2 separate regions of the Mus musculus genome follow, and region 1 is linked to region 2. Evidence: chromatin contacts called from public HiChIP or PLAC-seq data. All regions are on one chromosome and are shown on one strand. Each heading gives the region's core, a stretch centred on a gene start, on an enhancer-like site or on the middle of the called end of the contact. The rest is flanking DNA. Distances are from core to core; before and after follow the strand shown.

Region 1 (4,083 bases), core at 124-2,623, 430 kb before region 2:
CAAGATAGTTCTCTCACTGAACCTGGCTCTAGACTGGCAGCCAGCGTGCCCCAGGGGCCTTCCTGTGCCCTCCTCCCACAGTGCCGGGTTACGGGTGCATGGCCACACCTAACTTATTACACTTGGGAACTCAGGCTGCACAGCAAGCACTCTTACCCTCCAAGGCATCTCCTCAGCCTCTACCACCATCATCATCATCACCACCATCATCATCATCACCCCCCCCCCCCCATCATCATTTGTTTGTTTGTTTGTTTTGAGACAGGGTTTCTCTGAGTAGTCTTGGCTGTCGTGGAATTCGCTCTGTAGACCACGATAGCCTTGAACTCAGAGATCCACCTGCCTCTGCCTTCCGAGTGCTAGGATTAAAGGCAAGCACCACCACAGCCAGGTCCTTTTTTTTTTTTTAATTGCATTTTAATTTATTCGTCTGTACATGTGGAGGTTGGAGGACAACTTGCTGGAGTCAGTTTTCTCCTTCCATGCAGGTCCTGGGGCTTGAACTCAGGTTGCCAAGCTGGGCAACAAGTGCCTAAACCCACTGAGCCATCCTCCTGACCCGATCTCTTACTACTTCTGATGCCCATTTCTTGGTACTCACCACCCCTTGGAGGCCAGGATGTTTGTTTGAGTCTGCACGCTGGCTGACAGGCTATATCTGGATTTGTACCTGAGTGCTCACTCTGGGTACCACTTCATAATAAAACTTTGCTCATTATCCCAGAGTTTCTCCGGCCTTTTGGTTCCGCACAGTCAGATATGTTTTGATTGTGACTTTAACACCTTCTGCCAAACGCAGCACTTTCCCCAACTGTCCCATCTGTAGCTCCAATCTGATACATGTCTGCCTTGAAACCGTTCCTTCTGAGCGAGAGCTGGTCTGCCTGAGTCAGGAATCCATCCGGTTTGACTCTCTGACTGACGAGTGGACTCAAAGCAGATGCTCCTTTTGCACCTGGGTGGATGTCTGTCACCAGGAGAAGGGCTCAGGAAGTGTTTGCAGGAGGGTAGTCTCTGCAGGGGGCTGAACCCGGGCATATTGGTGCTGCACGATTTATGTCTGTACACCCAGCACCCAGCCCACTCACTGCCTGGGGCACAGGTCGTGCTTGGCTGTGCTTTGTGTAACTGCTGAAGGAATGGAGTGGAGGGGACCCAGACAGGCTGGACGGTGTTTTCTCCTTCTCTTAGCTTTCTCAGCTTCTGGGTTCAGTAGGTGTTTGTCCCTAACCATCGGCTGGTGTATTGCAGTTCCACTGTAGCTTGATCGTGATGGCTTCTTAAAGGCTTACAGATGTCAGCCAGGGAAGGTGTTCTCTCCTTTGACGTGATCTGGACTTCTGACATTTTCCCTTGAATGGTGGTGGGGGAGTGGGAGCTTTTTAGACATTTGAGTGGCTTGCTCGGCACCACAGTGTTGCGGGGAAACGTGTAGTAGGTGATAGACTGTCTTCAGTCCTCTGCCACATGGGGGTGTTGGAGTCCTATATTCAAACCTCAGGTAGGTATTAGGGCTTTTTCATGGGGGAGATGTTAGTGGTGGAGATAAGTGTAGGTTTCTCGGCAGGCAAAACTGCCTCCACTTGGGCATTGCTTTTGAAAATAGCTTTAGTCCCAGTGTGCAGTCTTGCCCCGCCCCTCACAGCTCCTGTTACAGCCTCACGCTGCCCTGTGTCATTTTGCTCTTACTTCCATGAGAGGGCAGTAGGATGGTAAGAATGCAGCCCAGGCTCCCACCGCGGCCTTCCAGCCCAAACCCATCGCTAGTCTGTTACTAAAAGGGAAAGGTTCACAGAACCCACACCAGGGCTTTCCTTCAGGCCCGGGGAGGCAGAGGGTGGTGAGCAGGCGGTATGTGGTCATGTGGTGCTGATGAAAAGCCATCAGCTATCAAAGGAGAGGGAGGGAGCCTTGGCTTAGAAATCACAGGATGATGTCAGTGTGATTGGAAAGTGCTAACTGTACCCGGGGAGCTGTGCAAAGAACTGAGACCCAATGAATGGGCACCAGACCTGGAAAATAAGCCTGACCTGTCAAGGCAACCTCTCCGATCCCCTGTTATTCTCCTCCTGACCTGTGTGGCTCATTGGAGCCCGTACCTCGGGGCTCTGGGCAGGTGAGGGGGTGGGACCGTATCCTGGGGAGCGTCATGACTTTTGAAAAGTGTTAGCTATTCATGAGCTGGTTCTGACAGTCACTGCTCTTCACCCCTTCCTTGCGCAGATGGTGAAGTCTTGAAATACGCTGTGAGATGCAAAAGGGACCTGGGACTGTGGCAGGGAAGGTTGGGAGTTTGAGCATGAGAGACATGGAGTAGAGCTGTGCACCCACAAAGCCCGGAGCAGGAGCCTGTACCCAGGTGCCTGGAGTTTGCATACAGCTGGGGGCTTCAGGTCCTAGGCCTGGTGATGTGCCAAGGAGCAGGGGCTGGGTGAACAGGGACAACATAGAGTCAGGTGAGGTAATAGCTTTCCTGCATCCTTTTGTAGATGATAGACAACCAGTGTTTAACTTCCCCTGCCTTCTCCACCCATTTCTGGCCATCCTAGTGATGTAGTCAGTAGATGTGGATACAGGGCAAGGCCGTTTATTTTATCTTATTAAGGCCATTTACTTTAGTGATTGCCCTATTTCAGCAATTTTACGTTTCAGTAGGCAGACTGAGATCATCCAGTCACGTGGAAATCTTCCTTTTGGGGGAGGAAGGGATGCTGAAGGTGATAAGCTGGGGCCTTCTGCCTTAAGCACACACCCTACCTGTGCGCTGTGCTCCAAGCGGCAAGCCATCCTTTGAAGGGTTTAAGTTTGAGAATTGCCTAGATGAAGCTCAAGATTCTTGTAGACGTGTTCTCTCCAGTGTGAGTATGGGAACCTAGGGCAGATGGCTCAATGGTTAAAAATCACTTGCTGTTTTTCCCAAGGACCACTGGGGGTTGGTTCCCAGAACCCACATCAGCAACCGCACAAGCTCACAACTGCTTGTAATTCCAGCAGATCTTATGCCCTCTTCTGGCCCCCCTAGGTACTTATACACACAGGTCACACACAGACAGGCACACATGAATAAAACCAATTTAAAAAAAAGACGTATGTTTTTAAGGAAAGAAAAAAGAATGATACTCAAGCTCTATCTGTTATCCTCTCCTTCTTTTGTCTCCCCATCAGTTTTGGGAATGGAGCCAGTGTCAGACGTACTAGGCATTTGCTATACTCCTGAGCTGCTCCCAGCCAGGGATACCCTTTGAGGGTTTGTTTGTTTTTTGGATTAATTAATCAATTAACCAATTAATTAATGTGCCCATTCATTTATCCATTTATTTGTCTGTTTGCTTATTTATTTGTTTATTCACTCATTTATTTACTTATTGAGACAGTGTCTCACAGTGTTGCTTGACTGACTATGTAGACCAAGCTGGCCTTGAAGTCACAGAAATCTGCCTGCCTGTCTGTGCCTCTGGAGAGCTGGGATTAGAGGCGTGTGCCACCATACCCTGGTCACCCTCTGAGTTTTGATGGCCTACTTGCCTTTCTGTCATTTTGAGTAGTTAAGAGTTAATATTTCATTTCATAAGCACTGTAATGAAACAGTCTAATCCCGGTAAGACCTTGGCAATTATAGCCATTACATCTCCACTTGGGAGAGGAGGAGAGGAGACCTCAGTGCTTCCCACGGTCTCATGCGTGCATCCTTCTTGGCTTTGTAGTGTTTTTTTTGAGACAGTTCTTCTGTGTAGTTCAGGCTATACTAGAACTTGCTTTGTAGACCAGGTTGGTCTTGTATTCAGAGATCCACCTGCCTCTGGTGGGATTAAAGGCAAACTCCATCACCACTGGCAAGACACCAGCATTCTTAAAAAAGAAAGAAAGAAAGAAAGAAAGAAAGAAAGAAAGAAAGAAAGAAAGAAGCAAAACAAAACCCTAATAAGCTCTGTCAAGACTTTACTGACCATCCTTGTATTCTAGAAACTGGGTTCTGAGCTCAACCAGAAGTTCGTCTAGTGAGGAAAATAAACAAAGAAACCCACAACTATTATAGCTATTGTCATAGAGAGGCCCAGGGTCCAGGGACCAAAGACCAAGGAA
Region 2 (4,118 bases), core at 1,194-3,693:
ACTGTCTCCTCTCTCTGTCTCTCTTTCTCCTTCTTTCTGTCTCTGTCTCTCTGTCTTTCTATGTCTCTGTCTCTCTCTCTCTCACACACACATATATCTTTGATCCCTGTTCCTTCTCTCTGCCCTCTTGTGTTCTCATAACAGGCTTCCCTCCCTTCCACAGAGCCTCCTCTGTTCAGAAAGGACCATGGGTGTCAAGGAAGGAAGAACACAGCCTGGAGAGACTTAAATCCTGGTTTGTGCCCAGCCATGGCCCTGGAGTCTGGCACCTAGCAGAGGGGTTTCTCTCCTAGGATGGTTTGGGAGCTTTTCTTTGGCTTTTTCCTGTAAGGTCCCTGGGAGAAGTCAGAGGTTCCCTTCTGGGCTACTCCTTCTTGATACTCTAAGTATCCAGAATAAGGCTGAACAGGAAGGAAAGCACTCTCTGTCTGCTTAGCCTCACCCAGCCTGGTGTGTGTGTGTGTGTGTGTGTGTGTGTGTGTGTGTGTGTGTGCATGTACATGCGTGTGTACATGTATGTGTCAGTTTGTGTTACAGGTGGAGTCCCTGCATGCACACACAGAGTGAGGGCTGAGTATAAGTAACATGCATTTGGTACAGTTACTGTGTATGTAGGACAGTTGGTACAGTTACTGTGTATGTAGGACGGTTGGTACAGTTACTGTGTATGTGGGACGGGATGCAGGTCGTCTATTTGGTGTGGGTGTCGTATGTGTGTGGTGTAGTTGGTGTGTATGTGGTGTGTAGGGTGCGGGATATATTTGCCGTTTATGTGGTGGGCTGTGCATTTGGTGTCTTTGGCTTGATGTGTTGTGGTTTCATGATGTGTTACTTGGTGTTCATGTGATATAAATGTGTATGTTATGTGTGTCCACTATGCTAAAGGGCTGTGAGGGTTGACAGGTATGTGAGGCTGTGACGATATTGTGTGTAATGTGTGAGCACTTGTGTTTGTGGTGCTTGTGGTGGTGGGATGGGTAAAGGGCCAGGCAGTTTAGAACGGGAGCCAGACATAGGGTGTCCTCCTTTAAAAAGCAAAGGGTAACCAGTATCTAAGCAACCATATTGGGGGGAGGGGAGGCAATTGGAGGTGAGGAATGGGCAGAAATCTGAGGGAGGTTGAACTGGAGGGGTTTCCATGGCAACCATGAGACAGGTCACGTGCAAAAGGCCAAGTTGGAAAACAGATACACACATTCATACATCTACAATATGAGGGCAGTCAGAACACTAGTGCCAAGGGTCCTTGAGAGGGCTGAGATGCCCACTGGTCCCACTACAAAGGTAGAAATCCCAATTCCAGTAGCGCGGGAAGACAGGTTAGACAAAGGAAATAAAGACAGAGGGTACATTGATGGAGCCAAGCCTCCAGGCATCACAACCTCTGGGTCTGGAGGTTGGTGGCAGCTTGGGTGGGCCGGTATTTCCAACCTGACTGCTCCTAGGAGCAGACGCCCAGAGACCCAGTCTCTCAACCAACTCTACAGAAAAGCCCTGGGCAGACATAAAGCGGGGAGGCTCCGCCAGGGCCAGCCCCGGTTGGGAACGATGGAGATAGGGTACTAGCAGCCCTGGAAAGAAAATCGAGCTGGACAGACCAAAAGAAGGCAATGCAGTCAGATGAATCCCCTCATCCTCGAACCCCAACGCCGTCTACAGGGCCTCTTCGCCACTCCCGGAGCCCACGCCCACACCCCACAAGCACCAAGCCAGCAAATTTCCATTTTGTGTGGCCCATGTGTCCACATTCACATTCCTTCATTCCCGGGTCCTCGCATCTCCATTCCCCGCAGGGTCTCCCGCTTCCGAGTAACAAAGGGAAGCTCCCCTGCTAAAGGGTCCTCTATCCTTCTGGAGCTCCTGATGCAAGCTCAGGGCAGCCTCAAAAGCATTTTCCAGCCACCAGCATCGCCCACCGCCATTGCCTGCAACCCCATCCCGGTATCCTTAGCTTTTGGAAGCTCATCTACTTGTTTACATCTCCAAATCCATTTCCCGCCGCCCAGGCAGGGACCTGGGCACACACCCACTGAAACAAACAAGACTCGGAGGAACCTGGCGCTAGAGTGACGGATCCCCACCCAAGCCTCCTCCACTCGGAAGAAGGTGCCAACTTTGCCCACCTCCCTTGCTGCTCACCTAGGCGTTGGGTCCCCTCCGAGCGGATCCCAGAAGGACTAGCAGAGTCCAAGCAGCCGGGAGTGGCGCGCTGGGGGCAGGGCGGTGGGCGCGGCTTGCAGCTTTCCCGCCTCCCAGAGGGGGCTGACTGGTTGGCCTCCCCGGTCGCCCTCGTCCACTGGCTTCTGGGTCCCCTTGCAGACCCCTGTGATGTCGCCCGCGCCCTTCTCTCTGCGAGCTCTTCGCAAAGGGAAGTGAGGCTTGAAGAAGCAACAGGAGACGCGCGGAGGAGGCGCCCAGCGCCGGAGCGGATTTGCCAGCAGCTGTTGCTTTTTGATTCTCCCCCCCTTTGGTGAGGGTAGGAAATGAGCCAGACCAACACCGTGACAGGGCTGGTGTTTTTCGGAAATAGGAAAATCAGGGGAGAAAGGCAGAAAAATAGGAAACAACGGAGCATCAGCCACCTGCAACCTGCGTTCATTGGCTGTGTTCGCAATTAGCATGAATGGGAGCCAGAGTTAGGTGGAGTGTTGTTTGCAAATAGAGCTGGTGGGCTGTGGGGACAAGACCCTCACATGAACCAGGGTTTTGCTGCCCAGAAGCCCGTTTTCAAGACACCCATCTCCATCCCTAACTCCGGAAGGCTTTAAGAGTAGCTCTCCCCAGCCTAGTCACTAAGAGTCAAAATTCGAGGTGACAAATTAATTTAAAGATTTACATCCTAGCTCTGCAATCCTACCTGTAGCATCAGTATGAACACTCATATATGGAGTGTTCCTTTCCCTAATCTAGGAAAGGGAGGTGAGACTAACTCCCAGCAAGGGTTCCATTGACTAACTCTAAGTAATGATAGAAGAGCTTGCAAGAATGGACAGAGGTCACCCCACCCCACCCCACCACCCCCAGCAGGTTGGTATCCAGGAAGCTCTGTAGTGGGGAAGGCTGTTCTAATTAGCCAACTGAAGGGATGCTGTAGGGAGGCTGGCCTACCCTGTGCTGAAGCATTGAGGAGAGCAGCTGGCATCAGCCAATTCTAGGTCTTATCACGAGGCTTTCCTGACAACCCCTACCCCAGAAATAATGGGCTCTACTAGCAAGAGCCCAGCCCTGCCTCTCCAGCACCACAGCACCAGGACAGTTACTCATTTGTGAAGAAGAAGAAGGAAGAGGAGGAGGAGGAGGAGGAGGAGGAGGAGGAGAACAACTCTTTTAATCCCAACACTTGGGAGGCAGAGACAGGTGAATCTCTGGATTTGAGGCCAGTCTGGTCTAAAGAGAGAGTTCTAGGACAGCCAGGGATACATAGAGAAATCTTGTTTCAGGGCATGAAAATCTTCCCTTTTCAGAGGAAAAGGAAGAAGAGTTGAAAGAGGAAGAAGAGGAAGCAAACAAACAAACTTGATAATTCTGTGGCCTTTCAGCTTGGTTGAATCACTTTAACAAATGGTCCAGTCTCAAAGGCCAAGGCAAAAAAACAGATGGGAAGTCAAGGTTGCCCTAGAACTGGCAGAGAAGCCATCAATGGCTACCAGGAAGAAACTGGGTTACCTTGCTTAAGGGGAGTCTGTAGAGGATAGTTTGACCCCTTAAGCATAGGACCTTGGGCTGAAAAGACTCCACCCTGGCCCAGTTTCATAATCACTAGGGTTCCTGTGACAGTTAAAACCCTTTTATCAAAGTCTGGCTCAAGTCTTGCCAATCCACGTGGCTCCAGACAGCGGCCTGACCTTCTGTCCCAAACTTTTCCTCTGTAAGCTGAGGACTGTAATCTCCTGTCCCTTTCCACTTGCTGTGGGTGGGAGAAATGAAACCACACTGCTTACTAGTTCCCTGTCCTGGGCAAGCAGATTGGTCCTCCCTCCCAGTGCCCTTGAGTCCTGACATTTCCCACCTCTAAGTTGTCTGTTGGAGTCGCTCCTTGTAAGTGGTTGCCAGCTCAGGCTTTACAGGCCAGTTTGGGAAAGGATAGGCTGACGGGTCAGAACTTCTAAGCCCAACCA

Evidence for each region. HiChIP or PLAC-seq counts read pairs in DNA pulled down with a chosen protein or histone mark.
Region 1: an H3K4me3 HiChIP or PLAC-seq map of embryonic basal ganglia shows a contact between it and region 2, with 4 times the contacts expected there. The contact joins the enhancer-like site here to the promoter of Fxyd6 in region 2. A contact is called at or near these places in 3 of 39 promoter capture datasets (cranial neural crest, maxillary cranial neural crest and stem cell-derived epiblast-like cells) and 5 of 115 datasets of contacts at active chromatin or transcription factors (embryonic basal ganglia, embryonic forebrain, embryonic hindbrain and 2 more).

The regions. Positions count from the first base shown.
Region 1 is chr9:45,796,366-45,800,448 of GRCm38.p6, reverse strand. All of the region lies in intron 7 of Cep164 (centrosomal protein 164), which reads left to right. Among named protein-coding and RNA genes, the nearest start is that of Cep164, 30 kb to the left of the region's middle. Within about 2 kb of position 1,373, at least 59 of the 459 cell types and tissues checked have an H3K27ac peak or open chromatin away from gene starts, as enhancers often do.
Region 2 is chr9:45,368,510-45,372,627 of GRCm38.p6, reverse strand. Fxyd6 (FXYD domain-containing ion transport regulator 6) reads right to left here and starts at 2,443. Exons shown (of 8, transcript NM_022004.6): 1 at 2,140-2,443.